Linked DNA regions of Mus musculus: all the other regions are linked to region 3. The links are chromatin contacts, called in public HiChIP or PLAC-seq and promoter capture Hi-C maps. All regions are on one chromosome and are shown on one strand. Each heading gives the region's core, a stretch centred on a gene start, on an enhancer-like site or on the middle of the called end of the contact. The rest is flanking DNA. Distances are from core to core; before and after follow the strand shown. Region 1 overlaps Aim2 (absent in melanoma 2). Region 2 holds the start of Olfr432 (olfactory receptor 432). Region 3 holds the start of Ifi207 (interferon activated gene 207). Region 4 holds the start of Spta1 (spectrin alpha, erythrocytic 1). Region 5 holds the start of Aim2 (absent in melanoma 2).

Region 1 (5,037 bases), core at 408-2,907, 290 kb before region 3:
CTCTGGGAGCCTCCCATCTGACATATCTGCCCCTGAGCCCTCTGTTTTAGCCCAGACAGTCAGCCAGCTTGCAAGCTACCAAGCCTGCATGTCAATTTTTCCTCATCTTTTTCGTCTTCGGTCTTTTCAAAACAGTTTTTGAAAAATACTCCTCCACCTTCTTTTCCCAGTTCCTAACACAAGCCCTCACCTCCCATCCCAAACTAAGTTTCTATTCCTTGTACACTATCACTACCCTGAATCCTGTCTATCACTTTTCTATTAATAGCTTTGACTCAGTGATTAGTCTCACATGGTTCTGTTACAAGTCCCTGATTCAGTAGCATGGCATTATAACAGTAGCCATTTAATGGAGATGTTCACCTTTTCCCCATTTTACACTTGAGGATATGGACACTTTATAAGGTTGTAATTTACCAGATGTCACACAGCCAATAAATGGCAGAGCCAGGAGTTGAGTCTGTGTCTGTCTAGCTGTCTAGCTGTCAGCCGTAGGCAGCAAGTGAACACGGTTGGAGATCCTTGAAGAATTGAGAAATCTTGGCATGAGGAAGGTGGGCGTCTGTCCCTAACAGCAGATGTCAGATGCAGGAAATGGAGAGTGGCTTTCCTTTGTTTCAGAAGGTGTACTCCAGAGGAGTCATCCTCAGGCTCACTCCCAGGAGCAATTTTCCTTTTGTTCTTCTATACCACAGCTCGCCCCCTTCTAGAACATTCTCATCAGCATGAAGCAAGACTGATTCCTCTCATGTTAGAAAAGAGATCAAGTGAGCAATTATAAGTCACTTTCTCCATTTCCTATCCCACCTCCTACCCTGTCTTTTATCACATTTCTCTGGCCCTTTTACAGCAAGACTTGTGTTGAACTTCCATCCCACTTCCTTGTCGCTCTTCTTGCTACCCGTAACCCCACATGGCTAACCCCATGACACATCTGTAGCCTTCACCTTAGGTAGCTTTATAGCAAAACAAACAAGAGACACAGTTGATTCTTAAAAAAAAAAAAAACTTTAAGAGTGATCTTTTCTTAGCTTCTGAAACATGTGTTCTCCTTTGCTACAATCCCTCAACACCCACTTCCCATGGATGCTAGGTCTGCTATTGGCAGTGGCCAGTGAGTTAGCTTTGAATTCTTGTTTCTCTTTCTGAATTTCATGGTGAGTGCACCCAGGTCTATGCCATCCCAGTAGACAAACAGGCCCAAATATGACATCCCAGTAGGGTATAAGTCCCTGCTTGGTGGTAAGTCATGTCAAATGATCTTGATAATTTGTGCTTGATGATCTGTCTGATAACACTAACCTGAAGAGAGCTGATACCCAAATCTAGGGTCCACCAAGGGCGACACTAACCTGTGTCACACCTGGGACTCACAGGCAGAGAAAATATGTGGTCAGAGTAGGGTGTGTGTCCCTTTCTCACTGCCAGGCTGGTAACGATCTAAGCAAGCTTGAGACAGTCCCACTGGCATGTAGGCAATTGCTTAGTTCTAGTGTATGTCGGGAGGGAGGTTTCATCTATGAGATGTGGCCTGGGTCTAAAAGGCGTTACTTTCTGTTTCTTGCTACTTCCCACTGCAGTGAGCAGAATTCTGGGCTAGATTTGGGCCATGTTGCCTGTGGGTGGAGACCTTTCTGCTCATCCTTCTGTCTGACCCAGATCCAAGGAGAAGAGATAGAGGAAGTGAGCATGCAGACTGACTTACACAATTCCAGTTGCTCAGTCTAGCCTGGGGGAAGGGGTTATAGAATTCTTCCAAGCAGTGATACTTCGCTATGATAGCCTCGTACTGAGTTTAAAGACTAAGGCCTGGGATGAATTCCTTCTCTCTGTCTCTCTCTGCCCCCCACCCCCCTTTGTGAATGTGGAGGAGTGTCAACATGGACAAATCTCTCCCTCCCATTTCTTCATTGTGTCTTGTCTTACTATCAAATGCAACCAAGACAGGATGGTCTCTCACATGGCTTCTTTAGGTGTTAGGAGGGTGGGTTGGGCTCTGTACAACTAATCAAAATTTGTGTGCCTGTGGGAAGATGGTTGCTAGGGGTTCTTATTTCCTGCCATATTGTTCTGTGACCTTTCAACTGGGCTTCTTAGTCAAACTAAAAGCACCCAGAATCCAGCCCAGAAGACACCTAGAACTGTATTTTTACTTAGAAAAAGTCAATGAATGTTTGTTGAATGCTTGTATTGCAGATGCTATTTTAGGAGCCAGGACTGCAGACATGAACAACAGAGTCCTTGCCCACAAGCCACTTTTATTCCAGCACAGAATGTGAACCAAAAAACTACTGGATTGCTAAGTAGACAAGTAGAGAGGAAAACGAAACAGTTTGTGGTAACAGAGAGGAACAGGGCCAGTTTTAGTTTTATAATACATATGCAGGGAAGTTTGAGTAGAAATCTACAGAGAGGGTGGGTTTAATTTATTCCAACACACAGTGAAGAGAGATAAATGGTTTTGACAAGGGGAAAAGATGGCAATTATTATATCATTATTAATACTTTAAGAGAGTTACGGAATGTGTGTCTTCGAATAACAGCCAATAACGTTAGAATTTTGTTGTTGTTTTGTTTTGTTTTGTTTTTTAATTTAAAGGTATTGTTGCCCATTCTGTGAATAATACAAAGGCAGTGGGAACAAGACAGTACAGAGGACTTGATTCAGGAGACTTGAGGTCTGGCCGCATAGTCATCCTTTAGAAGCTGGGTGGCGTCAGGTAAGTCATTGTGCCTCAAATCCCAAATTGAACCAACAATTACTGCAGAGCTGGTGTTTTCCAGGTATGCCGTAAAGGGCACTTTCACATAGTGTAACAGCCCTCCCTGTTTAGAAAGAGGCCAGCCTATCATATATGTCTTTCTTAACCCTTTCCATCTCTCAGGCTCCCTGTGCGAGCACTTGGCATATGCATTCTGCGAGGCATAGCACTGTACTCTCAGATTGCAGCTGCACCTCTTGCTGGCCCTGAGGATTGGAGTGCATTTCCTTCGCTGATAATCCACCCTCTACCCAGCACCTCACTGTGGCTGTATTTCCTGGTCCTTTCAGTTGAACCCAGAACCTCCCACATAGGAGTCAAGGGCTCTACTGCTGAGATTCATTTTCGTCTCAACCAATAGTTTACAACTTTTTTTTGAAGACTTATTCTATAGTAAAATGAAAAATTGTATGTAAATAAGATAAACAACCTTTGGAGGAATCAATGTCTTAATTTTTCATATAAAGTGTGATTAACTGTGATTATGTTTTTATCGAAGATGGGTGTAGAAAGATTAAAATTTCACACAGACCAGCAGAAAGCATGCTGAGGTGATTAGCATCCTCCACATACTAAGTCAGAGGAGATTTCCTACTTCCCGTTTGTCGAAGGGACTGGTGCCCTGGTGCAGACTCCTCGCTGTGGCTATTCTGGGTGTATTGTATGTCTTAAGTTGGAAAGGGTGCTTATGGTAGTTTTGGGCTTTGAATATGAGCACCACCCACGTAAGCAGAGATACTCTGATCTCTTCCTTACCTGCCCAGTTTTTACCGAGAGTGGCAAGGTCTCATTAACTGTAGTCTATAGAGCTCATTGAAATAGTCTGCAGTGGTGGGAAATGTGAGGGTCTTTGACCTGTTGTTTTCTTCTCATGAATCCCCCTGTTCTGGTCTTATTTCTTCTACCTTGTTCACTGCAAAGTAACAGACTACTAGCAGTGTTAATGATATTGTTACACAACGTCATCACATACTGAAGCACACTGCTTGTTCATCTCTTTTCACCACTCTTCACCTAGGCAGTTGACAATTTCTCACAGATATGTGGTTTTCTTCACATATTTGAAAACAAGGCGTTTATTCATCATAGACACTGGAGGCGGTACAATCCCAATTTGGACCTTTTTGTTGATGTTTGCATTGTTTGTATTTTCATGCAGAATTTTAGACTATGTTTTCGATGAAATTTAATAACTCTTGCCTCCCTAACATGTCCTTTATGTATATTGTTTAGGAAGTTTTCCTTTTTCTCAATGTAAAGTGAAGAAAAAAAATCCAGTGTTTCTCAACTGTACTGCTATTCCTATTTAGCTATTGTATCTAGGTGAGTATTTATTTTTCTGTGATATAAGATAAAGATCAATTATTATCATCTCCCACATAATTTTTCTGAATACTGTTCTTTGCTGATAATTCTTTCTTTCAGATTTATTCATACTGTTTATGTGCCATGTTTTTTGTATATGTGGTTCTGATTTTATTCTGACATTTTTCTGCTTACCATTTGACTTCCCTAATTATTAAGTCTTTAAAAGCATTTATAGGTAGTCGGCAGAGTGTTACTTGGTGAATATTTTAACATATTTGGTATCTTTTTGTCCTTAGCTTTGCATGCAGATGTAGAATTATCCTTACATGATTTCTCTGAGATTTTGCATGTAGTTTGTCTATTAATTGACAAATTGACATCTTCTTTTTATTGAATGTTCCCATTCAGAATATCACATACATCCTAAATTAAGAGAGAGATAAATTAAGGAACAAGGGAAAGAATCCTTAAATAGACCAACTCATATATGGGAAAGTGAATTTTTTTGGAAAACAAAGAAGACATGGTCTTCTCCATACAATCACGGAAAATTTTTGCCACGTGCACAAAAGGATCTTTGTATAGTTTTATACCATATACAAAAGAATCCAGAATAGGTCATAGATATACAAGTTAAACCTTTTAAGTCTCTAGAGAAGAATACAGGAGAAAAATCTTCTGATCTTGAATTTGAAGAGATGGGACAGCAAAATATGGTCCTCAAGTGAATGAACTGGTAAATATATTTCATGTATATGTATGTTAAATTTTAAGTTATATGCCTGAAGTATACACACTGTGCCATATTCTACACTTTGCAGGGGTCAGGAACCCTAAGAATTCCTAGGTTACCACATGCCCTTTGAAAGTATCCTTTTTTGATCATCTTGCATAGCGATTCATTTTTCACGTTTCACCTAATGCTCTCCTCCTGCTCTGTCATCTTGGGTATGCCTTGTTAACCACT
Region 2 (4,922 bases), core at 1,947-4,446, 310 kb after region 3:
TTATATCTGATTATTAATAAGCCGAGAGACATAGGTAATGGTATGCATAGTCTATTCAGTTAATGGAGAGATCTCATTAAATGTAGAAATTGGATGACATCTCTTAGAGTTGGCAGACAAAAGAGGAATGGAGAAGGACAAATGTGATGTGAAGGTAAGATAAATTCAGAGGATTAACCTTGCCACTCTGAGACTGCCCCATTGTTAATTTAAGAGTTTAGATGAACAGTGGCCACTGAATTGTTTGGGACTGGAGAAGATACAGCATTGTATTGAAGGACAGTTGCAATTATTTACCCAAGTGAATGGTCAAATATTTCATAGGAAGTACGCTATAGTCCCTGCCCATCCTGAAGCTGTATTAGTAGTTATAACCAATGTATATATTATATCTTGGTGTCCAGTGCTAAACTTTCCACAGGAAGCTCAATGTCAGGGATCGAGTATTTTATTCCCACTTAATGTGACCTGTCTATTATTATAAAGAGAATACATTATTACTTTCACTTAACTACTGTATCTTCCCTTGTCTTTTTCATTGACATTAAGAAGACAGTACCTTTGGATCAATGAACAAGTTTAATGCTTCACACTCAGTGGGTAAATCCAGTTATCTTGTTATTCATCTGGACTGTAAATCTATCCAAATGAAAATCTGAGATAGTACTCAGATGAGATTTAAAAAAAATTCAGATACTGATATAAAGAGTTTTAAAGAAAATTAGAGTACAAATATTTTGTAAAAAAATAAAAAAAGAAAGAAAGAAAGAAAAGAAAAAAAGAAACAAACTTATTGCATTAAGATGTCCAGGGGAAAAATGGTGGTGACATTTATTGAGAACTGGTAGCAATCCTATTGATGGGGATTTAGAATACTGCATTTAGAATAGCATTAGCAGAGAACTAGAGATATTGTGCTGCAGGTAAGTATACTTGCTGTTCTTACAGAGGACCTTATGGAACTCTAAGCACCCATCTCTGGCTGCTCATACTGCCTGTAACTCTAGCTCCAGATGATCTGATGCCTTCCTCTGGTCTTTGAGCACACATAAATAGGTACGCAGGTATACAATACAGATAAATCAATAATTTTAAAAGTAAAATAAAATCTGGAATACTACCAGAGAATACTGCAGTGGCTAGGAAGAAGAGAGAAGTACAAAGCAAAGCCCCTATGAGATGTGTCAAGAGGTGCTAAAGTAGTACAAGCAATGCCTTATTTCAGGAGTCGTATTTCCTCATTTGTCTTCACCACCAACTCAACGTGAATCTTGATCCAAACCAACACTTCCTCTGTGGCTGAAGTTCTGTAACTGAAGAAGTTTAAGTTACAGGTTCCCGAAGCTCAGCACCCATCCGACATGGTGATAGCTTGTTTAAGTTACAGGTTCCCGAAGTTTCTGACATGGTGATAGCTTATGATTCTCTAGTTATTGATTGATTTGTACTAGGTTCCTTATGGACAGCCAACCTTTATTAATATCTGCAGAACATTGGACCAGAGAACCCATTATGGCCACTGCAGTATGAGGTGATGGTATGAAGGAAGAAATAGGGTCATTCAGCAGAAAACAAAAAGCTACCGTGTGGATTAGGTTGTTAAGTCATAAGGCAAATGATGCAGAATGATGGCAAATCTCCAGGCAAGTGTAATTTTAAAGGGGCAAAGCAATTCCCCTTTCCTAAAGTTGTTATTCTTTATGTGTGAATGAAGATATGAGTACTAGATTGTTTCCTTAATGTCATGTTATATGGTCATTGCAAGACAGGCAATATCCCTGGATTAGATTGCAGAACTCCAAAGTGTAGATGCAGAGGTAAGTCATTGGCGAGACACACACATCTCATCTGACTCATTTCTGTGGGCCTCACTTCTTGCCCCAGAGGGATCCATACTGAGAGTTAGTCATAGTAACCTCAGGGAACGTTTATTAAGGAGTTTGTGGGAGAGCTTTGTTTCCAGGAGCAGGAATTATAAATAAGGGAGTGTCTTGGGATAGAAGTGATACCAAGAAGAATGAGACTAGTTCTGTTGTAACCAAAAGAATGAGGTAATGGTTGGAGGTGGCACACAAGAGGTAAGAACAGCAAAAAAAAAAAAAAAAAAAGCAGCAGGAGGCAGCTGAATAATTGACCTTTTCTGAATAATTTCCATTTGAGTATGAGCATGACATTCTGCAGATATTAATAAAGGCTGTCCATGAGGAACCTAGTACAAATCAATCAATAACTAGAGAATCATAAGCTATTACCACGTCAGAAACTTCGGGAACCTGTAACTTAAACTTCTTCAGTTACAGGACTTCAGCCACAGAGGAAGTGTTGGTTTGGATCAAGATTCACGTTGAGTTGGTGGTGAAGACAAATGAGGAAATACGACTCCTGAAATAAGGCATTGCTTGTACTACTTTAGCACCTCTTGACACATCTCATAGGGGCTTTGCTTTGTACTTCTCCCTTTCTCCTACCCACTGCAGTATTCTGAAGTGTATCTCCCACTAGAATACTTCCAGAAAACACATCCTCTTAGCCAATGGATTATTCATGTTTCCCAAAAGTATTCAGCTTTGAGATATGTTCCTAAGATAGCCTTGTTTCTTGTCCATCATTTTCTCTTTCCACCTTTGATAAGAACCTTGATGAGTTCTAAACAAACCTGGAGAACCCCCAATAAGACTTAGATGTTAATGAATGAACATAAGTCTCCTTTTCCTACTATATCCTAGTTGTTGAATCCAGTATACAATAAGGATCATAATTTCGAATTATCATGGGAGCACTTAACTAGGAATGGTAGGAGAAAGAAGCAGAATTTTCCTATCATTTTATTTGTTGGGATTTTTCTTTTTTTTCTTTTTTTTCTTTTTTCTTTTTCTTTTTTTTTCTTTTTTTTTTTTTTTTTTTTGGCAAAGCAGAGAGGAGAAAATCTTAGGCCTGACTGCTGCCATAGTCTACAAATGTTGTTCTGTGAATTAAAACAATAATTCTATGTGGCCACTGTCACCAACAGATATTAAACAAACCACTTCTGACTACTAGTAGTCAAATCCTCTTTCATCCTGTAGATGGAATGGATTGAGTAGACAATATGTGATTTTGACTTGTGTGTTCTATACTTTGGTCTCTGGGGAACATTGTCCAGAGGAAAAACATAAAGGTGATTATTTACTGCCTTTTTCTTTCATTCCCAGGAATCATGGATCATGTCAACTATACCTGGACACGGACCTTCATCCTTGCTGGTTTCACTACCTCTGGCACCCTGCAACATCTTGCAGTTTTTGGAACCCTGTGCATCTATCTCCTCACACTGGCAGGGAACTTGTTCATCATTGTCTTGATCCAGGCAGATTCAGGGCTGTCCACTCCCATGTACTTCTTTATCAGTGTCCTCTCCTTCCTGGAACTCTGGTATGTCAGCACCACAGTGCCCACCTTGCTGCATACCTTGCTCCATGGGCCTTCACCCATCCCCTCGTCTGCATGCTTTGTCCAGCTGTATGTCTTCCACTCCTTGGGCATGACCGAGTGCTACCTGCTAGGTGTCATGGCTCTGGACCGCTACCTTGCTATCTGTCGTCCACTGCACTACCATGCACTCATGAGCAGACAGGTACAGAAACAGTTAGTTGGGGTTACATGGTTGGCTGGTTTTTCAGCTGCCCTGGTGCCTGCAGGTCTCACTGCCTCTTTACCTTATTGTTTGAAAGAGGTGGCCCATTACTTTTGTGACCTGGCACCAGTGATGCAGTTGGCATGTGTGGACACTAGCTGGCATGCTCGGCTTTATATTGCAGTGATTGGCATGATCAATACATGCAATCTTACTTTCATCTTGGGACTCTATGGAGGTATTGTGAGAGCTGTGCTGAAGCTGCCTTCAGCTGCTAGTCGTGCAAAAGCCTTTTCCACCTGTTCCTCCCATATAACCGTAGTGACACTGTTCTTTGGCTCTGCCTTCATTGTCTATGTGGGCCCACCAGAGATTCGAGCTGAAGGCAGAGACAAGCTTATTGCCTTGGTATATACTTTGCTCACCCCTTTCTTCAACCCTATTATTTATACTCTTCGCAATAAGGAAGTAAAAGAGGCTTTTAAGAGGGTCACACAGAGGATTAATGCTGTGCTGAAATGACTTGAAGTCTGCTAGGTTTATTGTATTCCATCATATGAAAATTGAAAGATTTCCCTGCTTATTGTATAGACAATTAACTAGTTGTTTCGATGATATGTCAAATTTTCAACTCATGAAATCTTTCATTAGGACACATTGTAAAATGTTGTAAGACAAATATAGTCCCTGAACCTACCAACGTAGGAGTGGGTGAGGACACAGATTTGAAGGGGAAGAAACAAAATGACGTTCACCTTTTCTCAGGCAGATGGAACTTAGTTAGAAAGTGAGTTGGTTTAATTTCTAGAATCTGGTCTGGCTATGTGTTAATGTTTCAGACCGGATTTTTGAAGAAAGACCAAGAAGATATTGAAATTAGTTAAAGATTTTGGAAGAGAGCATTGCGCAAATGTTGGGATGGACACCAGGGAGATATGAAAACAGAACACAAAAGTACATGGAGTTCAGTACATTTGGACAATATTCTGATAAATAATGTTGGAAGATGGAGTGGAGGTTTCCTCTAATAGGAAAGAGAGTGGGATGAGAAACAAAGTAGCCTAGTCAATTGGCATTATAAACAATTTATAAAATCACTGTCTGCACTCTGAATTGAGGCGACCAGGAAACATGGTGGGTACAGGTCCTGTGGGAAGAACTGACTTTTTGAACCATGCAAAGATGTAAAGACAAAAGGATGAATGTCTTCAGTTCCCTGCACTCATGAGCAGACAGGTACAGCTATGGCTAGCAGGTACCACTTGAGTGGCTAGCTTTACAGGTGACCTGGTGCCTGCATGTCTCACTG
Region 3 (4,539 bases), core at 122-2,621:
CTCACTACTTAATAATGAAAAATTTCAACCCAAGAAAATGAAACAATTTTAATTATATAATTACCAAATAATAACAGACTTTAGTTTTATAACTACATCATTCTCATGACATTAAATAGTAAAATACAAAGTTAATCATAGACATTTAAGAGGGGCATGGTAGTGGATGTCTATGATTAAAGGCCTCCAGAGGCAGAGGCAGAGGCAGAGGCAGAGGCAGAGGCAGAGGCAGAGGCAGAGGCAGAGGCAGAGGCAGAGGCAGAGGCAGAGGCAGAGGCAGAGGCAGAGGCAGAAGAGGAAGAGAAAGAGGAAGAGGCAGAAAGACTGTAACTATGAGGGTGGCCTCAGCTATGTGCCAAGTTATAGGCAAACCTGGCTTGGATAATGAAATTATTTTTCAAACAGTAATAATAACAAGCAATAATACATATATAAACAGGAATGACATTGACTAATCATGACTATGGTTTTAAATTTATGCATATCTCAACTACTAAAAACTTAGGCAAAACACGATAAAAATATTAGAAAAATTTTAGGAAAAATTAATAACAATGAACAAGATTAACTTTAGCCCATTAGAAATCACCTCCAGCATGGAATGAAGAGGAGAGTATGACAAATATTGACTCTAACATCTGATACAAGAGGGAGCTAAGAGGAAACCTAAACATAAAAATGTCAAGACACTATTTAAATAACTGTATTAACAAACGTGGGACATTTTCTTCTACAGGCTAATGAGAGTTCTCAAGTTTTGTATATTCACAAAACTGGAAAGTATATTCATATTAAAGTGTGGTTTTCATTTAACATTATTTTAGTTATCATTTTTCTTGTTTCTGTCTTGTCTTTTACACAGTCATTCACCACAAACACCTTGCTCCCAAGTCTTCTCTAGTGAAGATAAATGAAGACCATTGATAAGCACTAACTCATGAAAAGTCATAGGAGTAGAGGTGGCACCTTTATTCTGACATGTGCTGTCTTCCTAGTGAAACATTTGAAACCAGCTAGAGCAGGTTCAACGCTGTGATTGCAGCTGGGACCAGCCCTGGTCCCCTCACCCCCCAACACTGATTTTTTTCTCTGTTCCTTTATATTTCATAGATAGATCTGACCACAAATTTAAGAAACAAAGAGAACTCACCTCCTTGGATATTTCTGCTGCGATGTACAGATCCTGAGACCTTCAACAACACAAGAAGTGGCCTGCTTGGCTCGAGTAGGTAGGTAGATCAGGTAGTAAATGAGAAACTGAAGCGTGGGGTGTAAAGGAAGGCACTAGTGATTAGGACACTCTCAGAGTTGTTTTTTGAGCAGCATTGGCTATCTCTCTGTGCTGTCTCCCTTGGGTGAGCAGTGCTGAAACAGCCAGGACTCCTCCCAGTTTTGTTCTTAATTTTCGATTTCCCTGGCTAGGGAAACCTCTTAACTTCCTGAAAACACTGTGGTCACTATGAAAAAAAATCACAGCTTAGTCAGGCTCACATGATTTTCTGACAAATCTCACTAAATAAGAACGTCCTAACCTTTTGACTTTTGTAGCAAATGGATGTACACTGGCCACTAGACACAAAACTCACATGCATGGTGTACCTATACCAAGGTGTTAAAACTAGCTAAGCAGGGTTCTGCTCTACTTAGATAGGAGTCGTGGACAGCTAAGGTGGAGTTTTTATTGTAGTAAAGTACTCAAGACCCAGGAAATAGTCTAATATCCCCAGGGTTTGCAAGTGCCAAACTCTTCAGAAGCCAGAGACTTGTGGCTCTGAGATTTTGGATTGGAGACTTATTATTCTGGGATTTAACCATCAACTGCCAACCTGGCATTTGGAAGTTTTCATAATTAACTTCTGAAAGCAGTGGATCAAAGACAGTTGGAAACAGACAGTGCCTTTGTGATCCTGGCACCTTGAGAGTGGCTGGTGTCACAGCTCATTGACTGAGGTGCCTTAGTCCTTGACCCTCAAGGATTGGCAGCTGTCTGCAATGTTCCTGGTTGTCAGTCAGCAGTATCTCAGTCTTCAGTTCCTCATAGCCCTGGGTAACTTTCTCTCTGACACCCCTGTGTCAGCTCCAGATGTTCTCTGGATTTCTTCAGCTGATTTTTCGTCACAATGACCACTGTCATGACTACCTCTGTTTCCACTCCTCTATTCTCTCTTTTAAAATTTTTATTTAATCTTCTTTTTCTTACACTCCAGGTTTTATCCCCTCCTGATTCAACCGCTGGGTATTCCCAATCCCATAGCCACTCCCTGAGCCCTGTGTCTCCATAGGATTCCCCAGCCCCTACCCCCCATCCCACCAGACTTCCCCATTCCCTGGGGCCTTCAGTCTCTTGAGCATTGTATGCATCTTCTCTGGCTAAACCAACCCAAAAAATATAAAATACCTTGGTGTGCAAATATCTGATATGCAGATAGTTTTAGGCAATCCCCCAAGGAGTTGGAACCTGTAGGTTCAGAACAGATAAGTAGAAGAGGGTATCTCCACAGTTCTCTGTTAAATAGGACTTAAGATTCAGCTCAACCAAGATGAGAAAAGACAAAGCTAGAGTGAATTTGGCTGTTGTGGTAGATGGGAGTAAGTTCTATATGGAAGAACTGAATTGGGAAGGTAGCAGGTGCTCTAAGATTCCAATGATGAGACAAGAATGGATGAGGAAAGGAAGGCAGAGGTAGCTAATGTGTATTTCAGTCAAGTACGGTAGCTGTGCTATTCGTGGTAAAGAGTAAATGTTTGGTAAGCCAGGTCTGTGCAGGAGAACAAGGGCCTCAGAAGCAACAGATGTTCTGGGACACATTCCTACTACCCTGGGCCTTCATTCTCAGATAAGAAGTAGACGTGATCCTAACTCTTCTGTGAACCTTCCCTGCCAGAGGAGAGCTTGCCTCCAAGGGAGTGCTCTGAATCCTGAGACTCAGGTGAAATCACCACTTCCTCTTCCATGTAAGGTGTGTCTGTACAGAAGAGCAGGGGACTCAGAAGCAACAGAGCTTCTTGGACACATTCCTACTATGGGGCTTCATCCTCAGCCAGGAGGTGGAGCTGATCCTCAGTCCTCCATGCACTGGTCTTGCTAGGAAAGAGCTGGTCTCCCAGGAGTGCTGACAAAGACTTACACGCCCACAGGAGGAACAAGCTCCAGCCAGAGACAGCTAGAACATCTAACACCAGAGATTACCAGATAGCAAAAGGAAAATGTAAGAATCTTACCTACAGAAACCAAGACTACTTGTCATCATCAGAACCCAGAACTCCCACCACAGTGAGGCCTGAAAACCAAAACACACTGGAAAAGCAAGATTCAGATTTAAAGTCACATCTCATGATACTTGTAGAAGTTTTTAAGAGGGACATTAATAACTGCCTTAAAGAAATACAGGAAAACACAGCTAAACAGGTAGAAGTCTTTAAAGAGGAAATGCAGAAATCACTTAAAGAAAACAAACAGGTGAAGGAATTGAATGAAGCCATCCACACTCTAAAAATGGAAATAGAAACAATAAACAAATCACAAAGGGAAACAACTCTAGAGATAGAAATCCTAGGAAAGAAATCAGGAGCCATAGATGTGGGCATCAAGAACAGAATACCAGAGATGGAAGAGAGAATCTTAGATACAGAAGACTCCAAAGAAAACATGGAAACAACAATCAAAGAAAATGTAAAAAGATCCTCATTCAAAAGATCCAGAAAATCCAAGATACAATGAGAAGATCACACTTAACAATAATAGGTATAGATGAGAATGAAGATTATCAACATAAAGAGCCATTGAGTATATTAAACAAAATTATAGAATAAACATTCCCTAACCTAAAGAAAGAGATGCCAATGAACATAAAAGAAGCCTACAGAGATCCAAATTGACTGGACCAGAAAAGATATTCCTCTAGACACATAATAATTAAAACAGCAAATTCATAAAAAACAAAACAAAACAAAAAACAAAAACAAAACAAAACAAAAACCCATAATATTAAAAGCAGTAAGGAAAAAGGTCAAGTAAAATATAAAGGCAGACTTATCAGAATTACACCAGACTTCTCACCAGAGACTATGAAAGGCAGAAGATCCTGGACAGATGTTATAAAGACCATAAGAGAACACAAAGGACAACCGAGGCTAATATACCCAGGAAAACTCTTAATTACCGTTGATGGAGAAACCAAGGTATTCCATGACAAAACCAAATTCACACAATATCTTTCCACTAATCCAGCCTTTCAAAGGATAATAAAGGGAAAACTCCAACAAAAGGAGGGAATCTATGCCCTAGAAAAAGCAAGAAAGTAATCTTTCAACAAAACTAAAGAAGACAGCCACAAGAACAGAACCAGAACTCTAACAACAAAAATAACAGGAAGCAACAATGACTTTTCCTTATTATATCTTAATATCAGTGGACTCAATTCCTCAGTAAAAAGACATAGATAACAGACTGGCTATGTAAACATGCCCCAACATATTGTTGCATTCAGGAAATCCAACCCAAGGACAAAGACAGACACTACCCCAGATAAAAGGCTG
Region 4 (4,967 bases), core at 456-2,955, 430 kb after region 3:
TTCTAAGTTGTCTTCTAATCACAAATGTATAACATACTGTTGAGAGGAAATATGACTTATACGTTTTATTACTGCAATGAAAGCATATGTATAAACAGGAAAGGAAAAACAGAAAGAAGGTATAAATATTCAACTAGAGTTAAGGAGTAAGCAACTTCAGAGACCGTCAGCTGGTAATGGTGAAAGCAGATATTAACTACAGAAGGACTTTGTTTATGTAGTAATGCCTGCCTATAATTCCAGCAGTTAAAAAGCTAAAGTAGGACAGACAAGAGTTCTAGACCAGCTTGAGTTCTATATGGAAACCCTATGCACCCCACCCCCCAACAAAATACCTTTTTCATTTTCTGAACAATGTGTTCTACTATCTTGACCCATGTAGTAGTCAAAAAGCAAAGAATTTAAATATGAAGTAGCTCCAGCAAAACAAAGGCAAAATCGTTAGAGACTAGATTGATGATAGATTCTATTCTTTGGGAAATACTAATTTTGCATTAAAGTTATTGTATCTGTCTTTATTGACTCCAAAATATGCTTACAGTATGGAAACTGTACATTTTTGTTTCTGAAGCTCTTGGATTCCCTGAGCCCAAGAGCAGGACATCAAATGCCTCACTTTGTCCTGAGCTGTGAGCCAGGCTGAAGCAGCTGCTCAGGGCTGATTTGCCTTATGCGTACAGCTCTGCCCAGAGCTGATAAACAAGGCCCAGAGGGACAGCCCTCCAAATCACCCCACCCACGCACAGAAGACTCCTCCTGTAAAAACCATTCATTTCATGATTTCCCTCCTCCTTTTAACCAGTCTTCTCTTAGGCCATCAAAATTTATGGTTCTGGGCTCTACTTTCTGATGCCATCTCATAATAATTACAAAACCCTTAATTCCTTATAATCACACACACACACACACACACCACAGTGGCTTAATTGGCAGGACTGGATGTTGTGGAACAAAATTGTGTCTTCATCATACAAAAGACTTAAGTGTAATGTAAAACTGTTAGGAGGAAACCTGGGGTAAAGCTTCATGACATAGGTCTTGCCATTGATTTCTGAGACACAGGCACAAAGGCAGGAGCAACAGAAGCAAATGGGATGACCAGTGGATGGGTTGGCAAAGAGATATGGGATGTGGAACAGTCAGAAGGTGGACCTGGAGGGGGATAAAATCTGGAGTGAAAAAAAAAAAAGGTTAAATAATTTTAAGAAAGAAAGAAAGAAAGAAAGAAAGAAAGAAAGAAAGAAAGAAAGAAAGAAAGAAAGAAAGAAAGAAAGAAAGAAAGAAAGAAAGAAAGAAAGAAAGAAAGAAAGAAAGAAAGAAAGAAAGAAAGAAAGAAAGAAAGAAAGGAAGGAAGGAAGGAAGGAAGGAAGGAAGGAAGGGTGAAAGAGAGAAACATGTCTCCTCTGATTCCCTCAGTTCTCCAGTGTGAAATCAGAAGAAAGGGAAACCTGGAATTTCTTCCTGATTTTTAAATTCTCTTACCTTATAAGCTCTGTGACTGAGTAAAACACAGCCCAATACAGGCACTTGCCTTTCAAATGTCACTGGTTTTCCTCCAAACTTTTGCATCTGAAAACTTTGTTTCCTTTCCTTTGTAAAATACCTACTGAGGTCCAGAGAGCCACAGCCCCCCAAACTGCTGAGTCACCTTGTGTGTGGAAGTCAGCAGCTGCCTCAACTGAATATGTCCCCTGGAGATAATGCAGATTGTCTACGCTTGGCGGGACTCTAAAACTCTTTTTTTCCTCTGGGCCTTTGCCACATTCACATTTCTGACATTCCTATTTGAAGTGGACTGGACATTCAAAGAACTATTTTTCTCTCTTAGCTACATTTCATCTTGCAAAGCCTTAGACTGAGCTGAGCAGAGATGGAAACTCCAAAGGAAACTGTGAGTACAGACGAATTCTCATTCCTGATGAAGTTAGGAAAGCTTGTCTCCTCTGAGCCTTCCATTCCATCCTCACAGGGTCGTTAAAAATTACACTTATTTGATTTTAACGTAGCAAAGAGTTTTGATTTTAATTCTTTTATGAAGGTTTCACTTCTAAAAATAATGTAGAACTTTACAACTATATAATAATAATAATTAATAATAATAATTTTAATAATTACTTGCTCAAGTCAGATATTCAGAAAACTACTAGGTAATTTGAAACCAAATAATCCCACTAAAAATTGTGCTCTTGTGGAATGACTTAATTTTAGAGTCATCTCAGGAATTACTGTCTATAAAAAAACTATATTTAGAAAATAAAGTAACATCAAAATATAAACGGTATTGCATATTTTGGATAGAAGATGTAAGGAGAGCAATGCACTATAGAAATGTCTCTATGGAATTTTTTTCTAAATATTGTTACACAAAAACTGGATTTCTTTAAATTAAAGCATGATTTTGTGTTGATTAATAATAAATATTTTATATTCCAAAATCCAATTATTAAAACATTAATGATTTATACTTTGTGACAAGTGAGAAGACAGGTTACATTTAGATTTTCTTTTAAGCAGCTTTTTTTTTTTTAGTAAATCAAATTAGAAGAGTACATAATACATGATCTAGACTTTTAAAAAGGAAAAGTACTCAGGTTTATGTGTGTGATTCACTAAAGCAATTACAAACCATCTGACTGTTCCTTAAACTTACAGGATAACCAGCACTTATCAATGTTGTTTAGCCTTTGAAGGGTATAAATTACCATTTCCCCCCCCCCCCGTTTTTTTTTTTTTTTTTTTGTGAATGTTGTGGCACCAAGTTTTTTTTTCAATTTTTTATTAGATATTTTCTTCATTTACATTTCAAATGCTATCCCAAAAGTCCCCTATACACTCCTCCCGCCCTGCTCCCCTACCCACTCATTCCCAATTCTTGGCCCTGGCGTTCCCCTGTACTGGGATATATATATATATATATATATAATGTATGTATGTATATCTGACATTCTGTGGCATTGCTTCAGCAGTCCAAATTTCTTCTCTCTATAGAATCTAAAAATAGCTATTTATAGTTTAAAATTATACAGTTATACAGCACCCAATAACCGTATGAATTAATAGGCTTAATAATTTGTGAACATAGATTCAATATGGATGAAAGCCTTGGGATATGCAAGAGGGATCGCATTCTAAACATGAGAACTAGCCACAGCTACAGGCATTATTTATTTTTCTTTGTATAGCTTTAATTAACATAATGTGTATTGTGGGATATAGAATAATATTTCAAAACATGAAGAGACTTTTTCACTTACAGGCTGTCGAGAGCAGCGGACCAAAGGTCCTAGAAACAGCAGAAGAAATCCAACACCGAAGAGCGGAGGTGTTAAACCAGTACCAGAGGTTCAAGGATCGCGTTGCCGAGAGGGGTCAGAAGCTTGAGGAGTCTTACCACTATCAAGTTTTCAGGAGAGACGCAGATGACCTGGAGAAGTGGATCATGGAAAAGCTTGAAATTGCAAAAGATAAGACATATGAACCCACAAACATACAGGTAACTCAGTGCCACAAATGTCTACAGAACTCACCCTGAGTTCTCTAGAGACTGAAGTGGCCTTTTCCTCATGTTAATGTTGAGGAGGTGGATGTAAGCATGCCCTGATTCTGTGTACAGAACAAAGCCAAAATGGTAGAATGGGAACTTAAAAAATTCAGTTAAGAAAAAGGCTGGCATTATTTCTTCTTTACAACATTAGAAAAGTGAGCTAGAAGAAAAAAAAACTGACAATACATCAGTTGTTGATAATACAGAAACATACTGCATCATATTGAAGTTTCGTTCAGAACTCACATTCTTATAATTAATACATAGATGTCACAGAAAGATTAGACTATCTAATAGAGATGAAAGTTGTGCCTCTAAATGTTCTATGCCTTCCATTTCTTAACTTTCAGAGTCTTATCTGCAAATAAAACTCATTGGAGTCATTACTTCATGATAGCTTATTAGACAAAATAGTGTCTAAAAGTTCAAGAAACTTTGACATACCTTGTGCTTTCTATATTATGATATTAACGATTAATTTTTAAAACATAGACAGTAAAACTTATCAGGGCTTCTAAAGCACTGTCTATTCTCTTCAGCTGGGGATATTTTTCAAGCCTTTCTCAAAATTATTATTCATAGCTGTTGTTAAATTCAAATAAAAGGTTGTAGGGCGAGAGCTTTGGTGGAAAGTTCTACATCTATTGGCATGTTGCATAGCAAGGTCATAAGGAATGATCTTGGTGTTGAGCCGGCAAGAATGGAGCAAGATCTGGGTGATATGTTATGTATGTGTCATAATTCACATAAAACAAGAGCCAGAGCTCTTTATGAACTTTAGACAAATAATTTCATTTTCCTCATTGTACCTCTTACAAGAGAACTCAGCATTAGCACTTTAAAGGGCAGTATGTATTACACGGTTTTATTCACAGAGAAGCCTGTGGAGCCTTAAGTGGAAGGAAGCACCAACAGAAAAGACTTCCTTTATGACTTTTGACTCAAGAAGTCACTTTCAGTTGTTTTTCTTGAGTAACCACTTGCTTGTTTCAGGATAGGATTGTTTCTGCTACAGCCAAGGGAAATCCCTGTGTAAATGCAGAAGAGCAGGGAGTCTGCTTAGAATTGGGAGGAAGAACAAAAACAGTTCCTGGTTTCCCCATAAGACTGCATTTTGTTATTCATAAACTCTGCTTCCTAATCTGCAGGGGAAATATCAGAAGCACGAATCCTTTGTATCAGAGGTGCAAGCCAAATCAAGAGTCCTTCCTGAGCTGGAGGAAATCAGGGAAGCTCGATTTGCAGAAGACCATTTTGCCCATGAAGCCACCAAGGTAAATGGATGGTAGGATCTCAGTTCCAATTACTGACTGTGTTATCAGGATTTGCATGGATTATGCCAGGTAAACCTCAATGTAGCTGCCTTACAACAAGGGCTGAAAGCTCTTGTTCTCTATTGAAATTGAGGCAGACAAAATAATGT
Region 5 (4,552 bases), core at 255-2,754, 320 kb before region 3:
CACCAGTAAGTGAGTGGGTGGTGTGCATTGGGCTGGGCTTGTCCCTTAGGCTATGAACTCCCTGGTAAAGCAGGAAATAACTTTTGTGGAGTTCCCTATATCTAAAATACCTCTGGTTGAGACCTCACAGCTGGAGGAGAAACTCTGCTGAGGCTTGTAAAAAGGAAACTGAAAACTAGCATTTGCTTGGGCAGAGCCTTAATATATAATTATTTTGCCCCAGCATCAGGGTTTAGGACTCAGCTATAGGGCCAGGACTAGCCAAGCTTCAAAGTGAAAGAAGATAGTTGAGAGTACTTTCTGCTTTCTGTCTCCCAAGACCTGATTTTCATGATTTTCATGTCCTACTACTCATAGTGAAAATCTTTGTGAGGCGGATGGTTTGAACTCTCAGGACATACACCAGTCCCTGAGTTGAGAACTAAGGCTGCTTTGGAGAGAAGAAAATCCCCTGAGGTAAGTAAGATATGTCAGAAGTTTTCTAGAGAAAGCTTTAGGACCATTTTGCTAATCAGTAAATTAAGAGGAAAGAGAGTCCTGGGTTTCTGAGGTTAGAAAGAGGGATTAGTATTGACTGTATTCTAGAAAAGAATAAGGCTGCAGGAAGCCTGGTTCTAAACCTTCAGTTGACTGAGGAACAGAAGTTATCTTTTATTGCACCACAACTGAGACCTTTACAAAAGAAAGTGCATTTGGCCGTGGCAGGAATTAGAATATATTGTTCAGAGGGTTGACCCAGACTGAGCCTAAAAGGAACTCTGATTTTCTGGGTGTGTTGGTCTGTAGGTGTTTTATTGACATGAATTTATATTTAGAAGAGGGCTTTTGATTTCTAGCTGAAGGGGGAAGAAACATAGGGGCCAGGGAGCTATTTCTCGATAAAAGGTGAGAATAATGGCATGACAGAAAGCCTGTGATGTAACGTTAGCTTGAAAGCATCAGAGCTCAAAATTCTAAGTAACCTTAATCTAAGAAGAAAATATCTAATAAAAAAAATGTGGGGAAAAAAAAACCCAGCATGGTAGTAACACAAAAGAACAATTAAAAAAAAATCAGACACGGAATCAAATAGAAAAAAAAAAAAAAAAAAAAGAAAGAAATGCCAAGCAGATAATGTTACTCCATAATCCCAAATGTTCAAGTGACATGGCATCTTTTAAAAATTATATGTGCTTTTAATCTCTATTTCCTTTACTTTATTAGGTAATAGCAAGTTTATTTCAGTCTAGTTCCAATTGGATCCTGCTTTCCCATTTCCATAGTTAAATCCCTGGAATTTGGGGGAAGGATCATTCCTATGGTATCTGTTGAGGTTTGAATATATGCCGGCTGGTGGCTCCGGAAGGTCTTGGGACTTTCACAAGGAGGAACTTACTGGAGAAACCTTATTGGAGGAAGTGGGTCACTGAGGGCGGCCTGTGAGAGGTGATAGGCGGTCTCACTTGTAACTCTGTTTCTTTGTCTGAGCAAGAATCACAACCTGCCTGCTTCCTGTCCTGCCTGCTTCCTGTCCTGTCTGCCGCCATGCTTCCTTAACTAGCTGCTAGGTTTTTTCCTTGTCGTGATGAAATCCACCCTCATGGACCTGTAAGTAAAATTAAAACCTACTTCTCCCCTATGTTGCTAATGTTCATGACATTTTATCAAAACAGAAAAGAAACTAATACAGCAAAATGCTGGGTCCTGTTTACATATCCAATTCTGTCTTTTGCGGGGAACTGAAAAGAGATATTAAGGAAAAGTGATTGCTAAGAGATATTTAAGGAAAAGTGATTGCTACTTCCTGTTATTTTTGTTGTTAGAGGTGGAATTATATCTGTGTGGCTATATTCTTTTAGTTTTTTTGAAAGATTACTTTCTTGCTTTTTTCTAGGGTGTAGTTTCCCTCTTGTGTTGGTGTTTTCCATCTATTATACTTTGTAGGGCCGGATTTATGAGAAAATATTGTGTAAATTTGGTTATGTCATGGAATATTTTGGTTTCTTCATCTATGGTAATTGAGATTTTTGCTGGGTATAGTAGCCTGGGCTGCCATGTGTATTCTCTTAGGGTCTATATGAAATCTACCCAGGATCTTCTGGCTTTCATAGTCTCTGTGGAGAAGTCTGGTGTAATTCTGATAGGTCTGACTTTATGTTACTTGACCTTTTTCCCTTACCACTTTTAATATTCTTTTTTTGTTTGGTGCATTTGGTGTTTTGATTATTATGACAGGAGGAATTTCTTTTCCGGTCCAGTTTGGAGTTCTGTAGACTTCTTGTATGTTCATGAGCATCTTTTTGTTTAGGTTAGGGGAGTTTTCTTCTATATTTTTGTTGAAAATCTTTACTGGCCCTTTAAGTTGGGAATCTTCGCTCTCTTCTATACCTATTATCCTTAGGTTTGATCTTCTCATTGTGTCCTGGATTTTCTGGATGTTTTGGGTTAAGAGCTTTTTGCATTTTCTTTGACTGTTTTGTCAATATTTTCTATGGTATCTTCTGCATCTGAGATTCTGTCTTCTATCTCTTGTATTCTGTTGGTGATGCTTGCATCTATGACTCTTGATCTCTTTTGTAGGTTTTCTAACTCCAGGGTTGTCTCCCTTTGTGATTTCTTTATTGTCTCTATTTCCATTTTTAGATCTTGGATGATTTTGTTCATTTCCTTTACCTGTTTGATTGTTTTTTCCTGTAATTCTTTAAGAGATTTTTGTGTTGCCTCTTTAAGTGCTTATAGCTGTTTACTGTGTTCTCCTGTATTAAATATTCATTAATGATATTTTTAGGGTATGAAAGGATATCAATATAAAAGTTGAACACATTTTTACAGACTATTTGATTCTCAAAATGCTCAATATTATTAATATGTTTGATGTATAAAATACATTTAAATATTAAAAATTGAAGAAAAAAAAGAAACTAATACAGTAACTACTCTTTGGAACTCAGTGATAACCTTTGTGCCCTTACCGAAAGTGTGGTAAGTATTTCTAAGTATCAGAACATAGTTGTTAATTATGTTGTTCAACTTTTCTACTTTTTTGCTTTTTGTTTTATTTTATTCTTGGCTATTTAAAGCGTTAGTTACTGAAGGAAATGTTTTGTAATTTCTGACCATCATGGTACATTTGCCATTTGTTAGTGGAGAACTGTCAAATTTTGTTTACAACTGTTGACTTTATTCAATGAGGTGCTTACTGTTTAGAATTGTTGGTTATATTACCTTGATGACTTTAACATTTAATTGTTGTATAGCAACTCTGTCCTTAATGGCACTATTTGTCTTATAGTCTTCTCTGACTAATATTGATAGAGCTGCTCTAACTAGAGTTTTTGTGCTTAGTGCCTGATACATATGTTCACGTATTTTTTGCTTTGCAGCTACTCAGCACTTCAATTTCCCCCACTGTGTCTTTTTTAAACACCACAGGCACCACAGTGGGTTTTATTCCAGTTTAGCATTCTTTTTAAACCCATGAGTCTAATTCATGTGCGTTCTGTCAGTTGAAATGTTTGAATCTTGTGTAACCATCTTATATCGCTTCATATGATATTTCCATGTTTGTTTTCTTCTTTTTAAAAATACACTTAAGATTATTCTTTACACAGAATGATGCATATTATGTTAGTCATGTTTTTAAAAGTCCCATTTATACATCTTGTGGGGAAACGCCATTTATCATTATCCCAGAATAATGCTTTCTGATGTACTTTTTGGTGAAACTGAATAACATCACATTTACTGCTTCAATAAGGTAAACTAGCATACAGCCAGTCACTGCAAAGTGAATAATCCATTGTGATTTAGTACATAGATAAGGCTGTATACCTTCCCTTAGATCTAGCTCCAAGATATAAGAATTACTCTTTCTATTTATCTCTGTAATTGTTTAAATGTTACCTCCTCAAATAGACATAGTCTGACGACCAACTTGAGTTACACTACACAGCCCCAGCCTGTACACTACACAGCTATACATACTTGTATTTGTTGTGGGGATAGTGAAGAAATCTTGCCTGATTCATGACTCATTTCCTCTAAGACTTACAAGATGCCTTACTGGACAAAACGAACTGATTGGTGAACAACAGCAGTTGATTTACTAGTTTATCCCTCAAGTGCATATCTTTTCCATTTTTATTTTCAAAAGGAGTTTTGGAAGTTTTTACACCATAGGGATAGCTGTTTAGTCACAGACAAGTGTATAGGGAGTGTAGAGCAAAGCACAGGATTTTTGGGATACTCCCATGAAGCAACTGCATAATCTGTGGTGGGGGCAGCCCATCCTGTGGCAATCATTCTCAGGAGAAGGCATGTTGGTACTGGCATGGTGCTGAGTTTGTAGAGATCTCTCTGCCATGCTACATATTAAATCCTCACAGTACCATCTCCTACTATGTGTATTTAACTGATGGGGAATTAATCCCATCAGAAAATTACAAGATGAGGTCAGAGCCTGATATACCACATTTTACTAAGGTATTTTTCTAAGTTAAAACTAGACACCTCTCTGTAAGTTGTGGCTTCTGGAGATTTGTAAGAAGGCATTCAATCAGCATTAAGTAGTGAC

The links. Promoter capture Hi-C pulls out the DNA fragments that hold promoters and counts their contacts. HiChIP or PLAC-seq counts read pairs in DNA pulled down with a chosen protein or histone mark. Capture Hi-C pulls out chosen DNA fragments and counts their contacts.
Region 1: an H3K27ac HiChIP or PLAC-seq map of bone marrow-derived dendritic cells shows a contact between it and region 3, with 3 times the contacts expected there. The contact joins the enhancer-like site here to the promoter of Ifi207 in region 3. A contact is called at or near these places in 8 of 39 promoter capture datasets (the 3T3-L1 cell line, 3T3-L1-derived adipocytes, the C10 cell line and 4 more), 4 of 15 datasets of contacts at CTCF or cohesin (the NIH/3T3 cell line, large pre-B cells and pro-B cells), 3 of 484 Hi-C or Micro-C datasets (adipose-derived mesenchymal stem cells, bone marrow-derived macrophages and macrophages), 5 of 115 datasets of contacts at active chromatin or transcription factors (bone marrow-derived dendritic cells, bone marrow-derived macrophages, fibro-adipogenic progenitors and 1 more) and 4 of 9 other capture datasets (adipose tissue, bone marrow-derived macrophages, liver and 1 more).
Region 2: a contact with region 3 is called in a promoter capture Hi-C map of adipose tissue. The contact joins the promoter of Olfr432 here to the promoter of Ifi207 in region 3. A contact is called at or near these places in 12 of 39 promoter capture datasets (the 3T3-L1 cell line, 3T3-L1-derived adipocytes, the C10 cell line and 7 more), 1 of 484 Hi-C or Micro-C datasets (adipose-derived mesenchymal stem cells), 1 of 115 datasets of contacts at active chromatin or transcription factors (heart atrium) and 5 of 9 other capture datasets (adipose tissue, bone marrow-derived macrophages, liver and 2 more).
Region 4: a promoter capture Hi-C map of the 3T3-L1 cell line shows a contact between it and region 3, with 2.4 times the contacts expected there. The contact joins the promoter of Spta1 here to the promoter of Ifi207 in region 3. A contact is called at or near these places in 5 of 39 promoter capture datasets (the 3T3-L1 cell line, the C10 cell line, the HPC-7 cell line and 2 more).
Region 5: a contact with region 3 is called in a promoter capture Hi-C map of macrophages, with 6 read pairs. The contact joins the promoter of Aim2 here to the promoter of Ifi207 in region 3. A contact is called at or near these places in 2 of 39 promoter capture datasets (the C10 cell line and macrophages), 1 of 484 Hi-C or Micro-C datasets (bone marrow-derived macrophages) and 3 of 9 other capture datasets (bone marrow-derived macrophages, liver and macrophages).

The regions. Positions count from the first base shown.
Region 1 is chr1:173,450,229-173,455,265 of GRCm38.p6, forward strand. Aim2 (absent in melanoma 2) reads left to right here. Exons shown (of 9, transcript NM_001013779.2): 3 at 2,600-2,720; 4 at 3,996-4,085. Among named protein-coding and RNA genes, the nearest start is that of Aim2, 32 kb to the left of the region's middle. Within about 2 kb of position 1,658, at least 44 of the 459 cell types and tissues checked have an H3K27ac peak or open chromatin away from gene starts, as enhancers often do. A contact at or near this core is called in bone marrow-derived dendritic cells, bone marrow-derived macrophages, macrophages and 1 more, where this site is marked.
Region 2 is chr1:174,047,179-174,052,100 of GRCm38.p6, forward strand. It overlaps Olfr432 (olfactory receptor 432), which reads left to right and starts at 3,197. Exons shown (of 1, transcript NM_146716.2): 1 at 3,197-4,135. The coding sequence starts at 3,197. The coding sequence ends at 4,135. It also overlaps the pseudogene Olfr431-ps1.
Region 3 is chr1:173,740,438-173,744,976 of GRCm38.p6, forward strand. Ifi207 (interferon activated gene 207) reads right to left here and starts at 1,372. Exons shown (of 8, transcript NM_001204910.1): 1 at 1,151-1,372.
Region 4 is chr1:174,171,071-174,176,037 of GRCm38.p6, forward strand. Spta1 (spectrin alpha, erythrocytic 1) reads left to right here and starts at 1,706. Exons shown (of 52, transcript NM_011465.4): 1 at 1,706-1,891; 2 at 3,257-3,493; 3 at 4,693-4,818. The coding sequence starts at 1,871. Gm36196 (a long non-coding RNA gene) reads right to left here and starts at 1,711. Exons shown (of 3, transcript XR_373720.3): 1 at 1,483-1,711.
Region 5 is chr1:173,419,100-173,423,651 of GRCm38.p6, forward strand. It overlaps Aim2 (absent in melanoma 2), which reads left to right and starts at 1,505. Exons shown (of 9, transcript NM_001013779.2): 1 at 1,505-1,587.